Regions from separate parts of the Sus scrofa genome. Here region 1 is linked to region 2. A link is a contact called in public Hi-C data. All regions are on one chromosome and are shown on one strand. Each heading gives the region's core, a stretch centred on a gene start, on an enhancer-like site or on the middle of the called end of the contact. The rest is flanking DNA. Distances are from core to core; before and after follow the strand shown. Region 1 overlaps LOC102165006 (a long non-coding RNA gene). Region 2 overlaps LOC102164754 (a long non-coding RNA gene).

The links. Hi-C and Micro-C count contacts between places; a contact is called where the count stands out from the background.
Region 1: a contact with region 2 is called in a Hi-C map of heart right ventricle, with 5 times the contacts expected there. The contact joins two enhancer-like sites. A contact is called at or near these places in 2 of 47 Hi-C or Micro-C datasets (fetal heart ventricle and heart right ventricle).

Annotation. Positions count from the first base shown.
Region 1 is chr18:46,924,123-46,929,591 of Sscrofa11.1, reverse strand. All of the region lies in intron 1 of LOC102165006 (a long non-coding RNA gene), which reads left to right. Among named protein-coding and RNA genes, the nearest start is that of TRNAK-UUU, 130 kb to the left of the region's middle. Within about 2 kb of position 2,646, at least 19 of the 83 cell types and tissues checked have an H3K27ac peak or open chromatin away from gene starts, as enhancers often do.
Region 2 is chr18:46,600,499-46,606,646 of Sscrofa11.1, reverse strand. All of the region lies in intron 2 of LOC102164754 (a long non-coding RNA gene), which reads right to left. Among named protein-coding and RNA genes, the nearest start is that of MIR148A, 190 kb to the right of the region's middle. Within about 2 kb of position 3,991, at least 33 of the 83 cell types and tissues checked have an H3K27ac peak or open chromatin away from gene starts, as enhancers often do.

The sequences.
Region 1 (5,469 bases), core at 1,397-3,896, 320 kb before region 2:
GAAGAGCTGTCGTGGGATCATTGCCATATCTTCTTGATGCTCCCCAGGTCAAACCCACCTCCTTCTCCTGTGTGGACACCACCCTTGAGGTGTCTAAATCTCTTCCTCACAAACAGGGTCTCACAGTCATGGGAATGGTACTTGATGGTTCCTTGAGACTTCCATCCAGAAGGCCTGGGGCCCACTCCCTGTTCTCTGCCTTGTGGGTGCTGGTTCTTTGTCTTGGTGTTCCACCCACAGTCTCTTCTTCTCAATAGAAACTTCTCCTCTTCCTTGCGGACTCAGCTCCAATGTCATCTCATTACACGCCTGGGACGTATGACAGACATGCTGCTCTCCGCATTGTGCTCCCGCCGGCAGATGCCCTGAATGTCCCGGCCCAAGTGGCGGTCTAGGAGAGCAAGCGGGGGCTTTAGTAAGTTTTTTATATTCCCGGAAGTTAACAGAATACTTGGCACATAGTAGATGTTTACTGAATTGTCGTTGTTTACTGAATTAATTAACTCACCAATTAATTAAATATTGAAGTTTGGGAGAAGACAGAATTGAAAGTCACTAGCATAGAGCTGTTATGCCACGAGAGTGGCTCCTAGGAAGAGAGGAGAGAGAAGGAGCAAACAGCCTAGTGTCCAGCCACAGCAAACCCTCAATTGTGTGTGTGTGTGTGTGTGTGTGTGTGTGTGTGTGTGGTGTGTTTAGCAAGATGAGCTGTTTGGGGAAGCACTATAATAGGGTTATTTTATTCATAATCATGTCAGTTTATTCAGCTATGAATAGATGGAGTTTCAAGAGGGAACATTAAAAAAATAAAATCTCTCATAACAGGGCTCTGCCTATTTGAGCCGCCGGCCCCCACCTCTCTAGCTGAATGGCTTGCCCCTCTGCCTCACTTAGGGCTTTCATTCACGTCCAGAAGCATCAGTACTCTCTCCTGCCTCACAAACTTGCCGCTCCCCGTCCCTCTGCCCGCAGTGCCCTCTTTTGCCCGTCTCCCAGGGCTCTGCTGCGTCTCCCGGGCCGCCCCACCACTCCCCCCCCACCAGCTCCCATTTTCTCCTGCTCCTCCATCGTCTCCTGCTTATTTCCTTCACAGAACTGATCAGATTTTTAAATTATTGGATGCCTGTGAACGTGTATTTTATTTTTCATCTGTGCCTAGGATGACACTTGATGAAAGAAGATAGGAAATAAGAAAATAAGGCAGCCCTACCTGAGCTGTGCCCTTCCTGGCAAGGGGGTATTTTTCTGCTCTCTGCAACAGTCTCCTCACTGTTCCCCTCTGGGCTGGGAACCAGACACCCTCTTGTCCTTTATCACTGATTTTCATGGGCCACCCTCACCGCTTCTCTGCGCCAAATCCATTTTTAACAGAGATGTAATTTCTTTCTCCAAGTAGAACTTCTGACGTGCTTTTACTTCCTCTTCCTGCCTTTCCAATAAAGCCAAGCTGTAGGGCAAAGATTTCAAGGAAGGTTCTGGCCCTGGGAGGCCCCTGCAGGGTGGAGGCATGATGGGTTGCTTCGTTGCTATTCTGGGCTTTGGAAATGGCAGAGCAGAGCTGGTCACATTGCCTCCCCTCAGCTGCTCTGCGGGGCGCATGTAAAATCTCTGCAAAGAGTCCCAGTGCGCTTATAAAACCTCAGGTCACTGACAATTGCAGTGCTCATTTGCTGTGGCCAATTTAGCGCTAATAAGCTGAAACTGGGCTTCGGGGATTTGTTTCCATGGCATGTAAACTCCCTTTAGAAACACAGTCCCCGAAAAGAGATTGCAACCTATTAGGTTTCTTTTCTCCTGCATTTTTGTAAACTGACTTGTAGTCCATTTTGGAAGCATTGCCCATTAGCTGAATCACCACTTCCATCTTTGTCAGAGCCTTGCTCCACCAGGGGGCAGCCCACTTGCTGCCAGACCCCCAGGGGTAGTGGCCGAGAAGCCCCAGAGCCCCAGGTTTCTCACCATCTGGGGAGGAGTGGGGAGCGGCAGGGCTTTGCTGGGCAGAACCCATTGCTTTCACATCTGGGTAACAGACCCGGGCGCGTGCATGATGCTTGGACGTGAGGACAGGCCCCTTGCCAGGGTGCCAGGTGGGCCTCCGCACTCTTGCCTCTGAGGCCCTCTGTGGGGCTGTCCTTGGAGAAGCCCGGCGGCGGCAGAGGCATACTCACCAGCTCACAGCTGGCCGACGGCCTCCTCCCACCCCCCCTGATGGGAAGGAGCCCTCGTGGAAGCCGTGGGTCATTCCTGTGGCCTCAAGTCAGAAGAAGTCACTCCCTTTTGGACTTGATTCCCTGTGACTTGGAGGCAGGCACCAGACCCACAGAACAGGCGGCTCACTTCTCTCTCATGGGAGGAGAGCTGACCAACCACCAGGCCTCAGAACTTCTATACATTTGGAGCAAAAGGGAAGGGGGGCGGGGAGGCCCTTTTCCTTCTGGCACAAATATGCCTCGCTCCCAACAGACAATTCACATGGATTCAGCGGACCTGCTAGTCTTACTGTGGTTGTCAGCTGAAGCTCTTCAGTAAACACTGACAACTCAATTTGCCCCAAATAAGAAGTCCTGGTGTTCCTTCTAGCCTCCTTGAGGTCTGGGGACACAGAAGGAAAAGCATCCTACTTCCAACCAAAGCAACATCTACCAGAAATCTGGCGGACAGCCTGGCCTCCCCGTCCCCAGGGGCTGCTCATGGAGTGCAGTCACCTAATTGTTTGTGATCTGCCAAATCGCGTTCGGAGTTTGCTTGTAGCTTGGAAGTTCTGCCAAAAAGTTTTTTCTCGTTCTGGGCGAGACATTCAGAGGCACCTCTGGGGCCAACTTTCTTTCATTACATTCAGCTAAGATGCAGGCTGTCCTGAGAGAGCCATCATAACTAAGGGAGCGGGGAGGGTGTGTGTGTGTGGGTGGGTGTGGGTGTGGGTGTGTGTGGGTGTGTGTCGGGGGGATAAGTTTCAGCTGAGAGCCCAGTGTGGAAAGTCACCCCTTTGCAGCTTGCGCCCCACGACCCAGGAAGGGCGGCTGAAGGACCCAGCAGGGTTCAGGCCAGTCACTCAGATGCCAGGAGCTGTGAGGAGAGTGGCCAGTCACCCAGGCACCATATGGGCAGCAGACATCTGCCCTTCTTGGGTGGTGACGTTCCTCCAGGGTGGGAGACTTCCATGAGATTGATAACCGCTCTTTTCCTCTGAGAAGGAAACTTTCATTGTGTGCGGTGTGTGTGTGTGTGTGAGAGAGAGAGAGAGTTGGGGTGTGAGTCAGTGCAATTTTTTACCCAGCCACTGCCCGGCCTCTTAGGTTTGATGTGAAATACGCAGCCTGCACTGGAATCAAATCATTGGCAGTGTACTAACCCTGCCAGGTGTTTGGCCTCTGTCTGGCCCGTGTCTGAGGCCCTCTCTCATTGCTCACAGTTCTTATCCTCACCCATTGGGCAAAACCCCATGCTTTCCAAAGCACAAGCTGCCCCCTTCTTCCCTAATGAATGATAGCACGTACGCTGTTCATTTATGCCCATCAAGGGCATAGCTCACGTCCTGGCTGCTGCTGAAAGGAATTGGCAAATAAAACAGACACCTGGTGGCCAGATACCCCTTGCTGGGGTGCTCTCTCCCTGACCCCGCTGGGAGGCAGGCGCTAAATGTTTGCTGGGTGAGCCGAGAGATCCCTGCACCCAGGGGGCGAGGGCAAGGCTCCCTAGGGGTTCAGGGCACGTACAGCTTCTCTCCCTCTGACCTTCAGTTGCTCGACTCTCTTTACAGGCAGTGTGGTCTCATTTAAGGGAAAAAATCAGTCCTCTTGGGCAAGAAGTTGGGAGGACTGTGTGTTATTAATTCCTTGGCCATTGGCTAGCAGTGTCAGCCAGGTGCATTATCTCCCACCTTTTTTCTCCAATTTCTACTCTGTTCCATCTCCACTCACCCCTGAAAAATGGTGGCAGCAAACATTTCCTTATGAGAATGTGGTGAGAATGGATTATGTGGTTGATGCATTTGGAATTTTGTAAAGGAAATGGGCTACAAATTCAAATCTCATCACAGGGAGACCGGAGAGACAGGTGAATTCTGCTGAGAGGTGACATACTTGGCGATGGTTGTGGAATGCTCATGAGGTGCGGCTTGGCTTTATCAGAGCCTGTCTTTTTGGAAGTTCTCATTGGACACCTATTTAAAGAAGGCCACTGTGAAGAGACTAGAGCAGAGGGTGAAGGTCGGCAGCAGGGTCCATGGAAACACTAAAAACCTGGCGGTGTTTATTCCGAGGGAAACTGGAGGGACCAGTTTTTAAGCATTTGAAGGGCTGCCGCTTAGAAAGATCCGAGTTGCTCTGAATAATCCTGGCTGCGCAAAAGCTGAAAGGAACCCAAATTTGAAAAACCTAAAGGAAGATATTTCTAACCGTTAGATTTATCTGATTGTCTCATTCAGTTGGGATGAATGTGAACTGAACACTGATGAATAAAACCTCAATGCTCTCTGATTCATAATTCTGTGATTTTCCTGTGTTGTCTAAATCTCCCTTATAATTTCAGTTATATTTAAATTACCGCCTGCCCAACAAGTAACCTCCATCTTTACTCCTCAGAGAAACGTGCTGGGATGCCCCGCAGGCAGCTGAATCATCCTCAAGTCCTGTCCTTACGTATCACCCGCTCTTCGCAGGAATGCCTGCACTCCCTTTGAGGGTGATTTTCAGATTCTGCTTTAAAACCTTAAAATCTCTGCTCCTCCTTCATACCCGTTCAGTTTCGGGTTGTAGGTCCCTAGCTGCCATGCCACTGGTTTTTATTGCTTGGTTCTATTTATTCTGTTGAGTGCTACGGTGGGTACGAGGTCTCTGCCCACCTTATCCCCAGCCCCCTCCTAAACAGAGAGTCACATGAGATGTGGCCTGGGGTACATTCTGCAGAAATCCTGACACCTGCTGATTCAGAATCTTCAGCCTTCTAGCCATCAATACCATTGCAAGATTTTTAGTTTTCACAAGCTTCACAGGGGAAGGTAGCAACACTAAGACCCTGGGCTGGATTTCACCAATTTTGATGAATATCTAAAACTATAGCCTCTTTGGTAGATACTGTTGCAATTTAGGATGTGGGCCAAATTTATTATGCAAATAATAGGATTGTGTGTGAAGACGTAATTGATGTTCTGGTTTTACCTGTTTAGATCATTCATTCAACAAACATTTACTGAGCGTCTCTTATGTCCAGTGACCTGGGGCAGAGTCAAGGCACCATAAGACATGGCAGCTGCCCAGAAGAAGGTTTTGTGATCTTGCACACCCTGGGATCATTTTGAAGATGAGATAACATAATAGATGTGAAAGCATTTTTAAAACTGGGAAGTACTGTGTATTTATAATGAAAAAAAATCACGCAAGTGTGGCATTTGTACCATTTCTGTGTTTCATTTTAAGTAACCTTAAGTCTCTTCACACATATTTATTTTATCTACTGCAAGCAGGTCTG
Region 2 (6,148 bases), core at 2,742-5,241:
TAAAGGCTGAGAAACATATTAACATCCATACGTGAATGTTGAGTCCACTCACTATCAAACCACGGGACCGACTGTATCTGGAACAGGAGGTTTTGGTTAGGTGTGGGCATCAGCAAACCAACTGTGAGATGTCAGCACAGGGTGACAGGGGTGTGACTTATCCACAAGCTTCTATCTGCCTCTCCCCATCCACAGATGTAGGAAATGGTGCAGGAAGGATGAAAAAACTGTTTGCTCCTGTGTTTTAACCAACTGAATTTGGAGGCTGCCAGAGTAACAAGGAGGATGGGGGGGCAGTTTAAGCTTTTTATTTTTTTATTTTTATTTTTTGTCTTTTTGGGGGCCGCTCCTACAGCATATGGAGCTTCCCAGGTTAGGGGTCTAATTGGAGCTGTTGCTGCCAACCTATGCCAGAGCCACAGCAACGCCAGATCTGAGCTGCGTCTGCGACCTACACCACAGCTCACAGCTGTGCCGGATCCTTAACCCACTGAATGAGGCCAGGGATGGAACCCGCAACTTCATGGTTCCTAGCCAGATTCGTTTCCACTGCGCCACGAAGGAACTCCGGGTTAATTTTCCGTTTGGAGTTTGTGTGTGTGTGTGTTTGCTTTTTAAGCGGAGCGACTTTCTGAGTGCCGCCTACAGAGAATTTGGAGGAATGAAGGCTTTTTCTAAAAATGTTTGTCCCCACTAGAGGACACATTGCCGTTTTCAAAAGCGGTGAGCCTTTGCTTGCAAGTTTTCCTGTAGCCATTAATTTTAAAAACAGAAGCCACGGCATCTATTTTCAGTTTCAGACATAAAGAAAAAGCTGTTTCCCTTGTGCAGAAGGCCCCGTGTTCCCAGCGGTGCCCCAGACGCGATGTTTGTTTTAGGCTGAGGGAAGGGAAGGCAGAAAGTGAGCTGAGAAGTGGCTTTTTTTCGAAGTGTGGCAGATCATTAATAATCAGTGAAGGATGGACTGGGGAAGCCTCCCAGCACACACTTCTAGGACTGAAGTTAAAGACTTCATTAATATTCTAGAAGAATATTGTTCCCAGGAAGTTTTCTATGGGCCTAAAAAGCTCACCCAGAGCCCCTGGAAACAACGGAGCATCAGAAGGCGCTAAAGCAGATCAAGGAAGCTGATCCCCAATGCTTGGCGATTAGAGAAGTGTGGTCTCCGCCTCGGGGTAGAGATGCGCTGTTTGGCTTTGTTGCTGGGAAGCGGTTCCGGTTTAGCCGCTTTGGACTCTGCTCTGCTATATTGTGGCAAAATGCTGAAAATCCATTTCTTTGGGAAATGTTTAGCTTTGCCAACGTAGAATGGGCCAATTTATTTTGCCCATGCTGAGGGCTACTTCAGCTTGACAGATGATCAGCCCAAGCCAGGGGCCTTCCCAGTCTCAGTTTAGTCTAAAACTGGCTTATCCCTAGGTCCCAACATGTGGATAGAAGAAAACACAGCGTGTACATTTTGGCTTAAAGAGGGAAGGACGGAGAGGCCAGGAGCTGATTTCTCACTGCCTAACGCGCCAATGCAGGTACACCGGTGTCCTGAGCTGTGTCAGGAGCCGTTGGGTGACTGACACCCCAGGACTTAGATCTGGGCTTGGGATGAAAACTGAAAAGAAAAAAAAAAAAAGGAGGCAGAATCAGCGCTAACTCTTCCCATCTTGGAAATAGCATATTGGGAGGTGGAAGGTGGCCCATCAAAGAAAGAAAAAAAAAAAAAAAGAACTGGGGAGGAGGCAAACTTCCTTTTGTTTTATGCAAAATCTCCTAAGGAGAGGGAGGCAAGCAAGCAACATGCCTGGTTTAGCTGGAGCCGCAACACCCCTCAGAGCTTGCCACGCTCCTCTCCTGCCAGCCCCCCGGCCACCAGCAGGCCACTTCTCCAGGTCCAGGTCAGTGGGTGCCTTTCCCACCTGAACACCTAGACCTTCAGCCCCCAGGTGAAAAATATCTGTGTGTGTGAGGTTTGGGAGTGCGCTGAAAAAACCAAGCCCTGTCTGTTTAAATATCCACAGCCTCATGCCCTCTGCCTCATTTCATCCCGCTCTCATTCTGCTCTATTTTTTTTGAACCCTCTTAAAGGAAATGTCACTGAAACATAAGGAATAGATCGTTCGTCTGTCTCGTGGTGGACGTTTTTAATGTAAAGCTCTGAATCCATAGCGAACAAAAGCAACTGTTCAGAACGCTCCAAAAAAAAAAAAAAAAAAAGAAGAAAAAAATTGCCCAGCAATTTTAAGTTAATGGGCAAGATTAATGGATTGTCATATAATGGGAAAGGAAAGTATTAGGAAAAAAACAACACAAGTGGCTCTACAAAATTGGTTTGGAATTGGCGTCTACCTGAAGGCCTTTCAGCCAGAGGATTACTGTCTGCGGGGCGCGCAGCTCAGCGGTGTATTAATTTGAAAGCCATGCTTTGCAGGGATACCCAGCACTTAGTGGTTGGTTTTATGTTAAAAATGCTTAGTGTGAAACCTGTGCTGAAAGTTTGCCCAAACATCTCATAGTTGATTGCAAACTCGAGTGCTTGGGGGCTCTGAGCCCACACCTCAAGAATGCTGGTGATTGGGTGACATTTGGCTCCACACCTGGATTTGTCAGGGCCTCTTAGCGGCTGCTGGGAATTCGCCCTGCCTGGGGCCCACCGCTCGGCCCGTCACCCCTCTGACAGATGAAAACACAACGGGGTCTGTTGCCTGACGGACACATTCCTCTCCTGTCTGCCTCTGAAAGGACTTTGTTTAACAGTCCTGGAGTCGGGCTTTTGAGTGACAGATTGTGAAGGGTAAAAGTCATTCAGTTCCATTAAGCTCTGTAACTGCTCTGGAACAAAACACCTCGGGGGGAAAAAAAAAGTGTCGGGGCGGGGGAGGGGAAAATAGAGCCGTGGAGAGCGGGGGGCAGAGCTTTAGGGAGAAAAAAGGGGGATTCTTTTCAGGTTCAAAAACAATCCTTCTCTTTGCTTCTGTCTATCAATTAGGGCTGCGTTCCCAGAGGGAATACGGGCCCGGCCTCATTGGTGTCATTCAGCTGCCAGTCTCCTGACAGGGACACCAAAGGGCCTCATGTAGGGCTGCGGAAACTGTCTGTCAGGCCATCAGCAGCTGCTATGACGACATCACCCCTGTTTTTCTAGGACGATTATAGAGAAAGGGGGCGGGGGCGGGGGTCCCCCAACAGCGTCTGGGCGTCTCGCCTCCAAACCTCTGCTGGTAGTTTCCTTTTCCAACCCCCACATTCCCTCAGTCCCAGTGGGAGTTTCTGCACAAAAACAACCCCAGAGTGTCCCTGCCTGGCTGGGCCGCAGGGTACATAACTCGCCAGCCAAGGACACGCTCTTGGGTGTGAGAAGGGGGCTCTGCTTCTGGGAAAACTGAAGTTCTGACTCAATACATTCAGGGACTCTGGTTCAAACGAGTCTAAAGAAATGGGATGGGTGGTGAAAGGTGGCCCAGGCCCCTGAAAGGCCTGCCCGGGCCAAGCTGTGTGAAAAGCTCTGTGGCCTCCTTGGCGGTTTCCTGCCCAGCCTTAACCTTGGGGGGGCAGGGGGGGCTCCTGCGGGTTTCACTCCCTCTGAGATCTGCTTGGAGCCTGGAGGCTCCAGTGACGCTCTAAAAGCTCTAAGCCAAACTCAGCACCAAGCAACCACTTCCCCCTTTATTTTTCGGCCCCGTTCTCTGCTTTCCCCGAGGCCAGACCTGCAAGGTAACAAGGCTGGGCCCCAAAGACTGCTCGCCACGGCTGCTCACACCAAAGACCCAAGTCTGCAAAGGAGGGGTCCCCGGGCCTCCCGGCCTGACTGGGAGAACTCCCCCTGCTCCCCCCGAGCTCCCCCCACCCTCGGAGTCTGCATGCGAGCAGGAGGGGACTCGGGGACTCAGAGCCTCGGCCGCAAGCTGCGAAGATGCGCGGCTGTCCTCGTGTGTGTGCGGGGTCGGCCGCTTTGCCCTGGTAGCCCGTCCACACGGCAGGGAGCCGCTTCTAAACTGTAGCAATAGCGCTTCGGACCAAACTGCGCGGCGCTGGCGAGCAGGGCTGCCAAGCCCCACGGCCGGGCCCTCGTGTTGCAACACGTCTGCTTCCCGTCAGGGAGGGGATGACAGCTCCCCCCGCACTCGCTCCCACGAACCGTACAAAATGTTTAGCCAAATCCTCTAAGAACATGTACATAAAGCTGTCTCCAGGCTCCCGGGGCCGTGATGTCTTTCTCTTTCCGATCGCTTCTTTCTCCCTACACGTCCGGAGCAGAACCGCCATCCGGGGTGGCTGAAACCTGCTCACACGGCCATGCCCCTGGCTCGGGCACCCAGATGCCCGACCTCCCATGTGTGCCTCCTACAGGACCCCGATGCCTGGGGACGTTCAGAATCAGCCAGCTTTTTGGCACGGAGAGTGTCTGCAGAGGAGCAGATGGACAGGATGCTGAGAGAGAGAGAGACCGATTTGATCATTGTCTTCCTGCGCTCCAGCCTCAGGGAGACACCTCAGGAGCCAGCCTGTGGCCATCGGCACCGACAGAACTGCAGCAGTCACGGGAAGCAGTAAAGTGAGCATTTCCAAATGGGTTTGCAGGTCCTTGGTTGTGACTGCGGCACATGTGCATGGCTGAAGCAGAGAGGAAAGCAACTGAAGAGATAGGACAGGCAGGCAGAGACACACAGAGCTCAAACATCCTGAGGGCATCTCAAAGGGCCCTCAGGTCCTGGATCAGGAGATGCGGGGAGCCTTTTGCTCAGGATGGATTGCCTTGAAAAGGCCTGTTGGAGTAGCTCCCAGGGAGCAGAGGCCTGGAGCTCCCGGATGCTGGATGGTAAAAAAGGGATCCCATCCTGGGGCCCCACGTCACCATCCGATGGCCTGAACGCCCGTCCCTTCCTTCATGACTTTTCACGAGGCCTTCACCTCCAGTGTTGTGAGATGCTCACATTTCTGGCCCTACCACAAACACCGGTTCCCAAACACTTCTCAATCAAAGGCCCGATGCTCCAGGCTCTGAACGTGGGCTCGTCTGTGCTGGAAAGACCAGTGTCTTTGTTCACCACCTTCTCGAGGAAGGCCTGGCCGTGTGCACCCACCCTGCATTCCACCAAGTTCTCGCTCACGTTCCAACATCTATTACATCAGGCACCTGTGTCCTTCCTGATTTGCCCTTCACCGTGCGAGCAAGAATTAAACGGTCCTTTGGGCTGTCAGCAGTGGTGCTTCCTTCCTCCTGTGTGATGGCCATTGAATAGAACCTTATTTGAATTGTTTACTGTCATAATATTTCCCCATGACAGGTTACCTTGGGGCTAACCTTAAACCAGCCTGGTATGGTTCAATTTCAATGGGATAAAGAGTTGGAATAAAAAGACTTTTTTTTTTTTTTTTAGGGCCGTACCCACAGTGTATAGAGGTTCCCAGGCTAGGGGTCAAATCAGAGCTGTAGCCGCGGGCCTAGGCCACAGCCACACACCGCAGCCACAGCAAAGCCAGACCCAAGCTGTGATCTACACCAGAGCTCACAGCAACGCTGGATCCTTAACCCACTGAGCGAGGCCATGGATCGAACCCACAATCTCATGGTTCCTAGTCAGATTAGTTTCCACTGAGGCGTGACGGGAACTCCTGGAATAAAAAGACTATTTAGTCTTTATACATAAGTGCAGATAATTCACTCTCACTATGTGAGTGGATGGCCCCAGCCGTGAATTAGCTTAGTCCTTTCATGTTGCCTTTTATAGACATAAAAGAACAGAAAAATCCATCACAAACACCACTCTTCCATCTTCCTTTTTTTTTTACTTCTATGCAAACTATGAGGCCCAGTAAGAGGTATCTGACATAAAGATACCATAACGCCTTCCCCACGCTGCAACGCAGAAAATTCTGAGCCATAAATATAAATGCCTGTCATGTCACTTCACAGGGATGGTTACTTCTTTCAGTCTCTCTCCAGAAGGGGATAGGAAGTATGGACTTGAATGACCGCTATAACCTTCCCGGAGACAAAACCTGTGGGCGTGGCTCCAACATGTGCCTTGGGATGTCGCAACGTCCTAAAAGACCCTACACACCCATGTTCGAAGGTACAAAAAACTACATTGCTGTTAAAAATTATCCACCATTTTCTTAGCACTCATTCAGCTTTCCTGGTGAAACAGAAAAC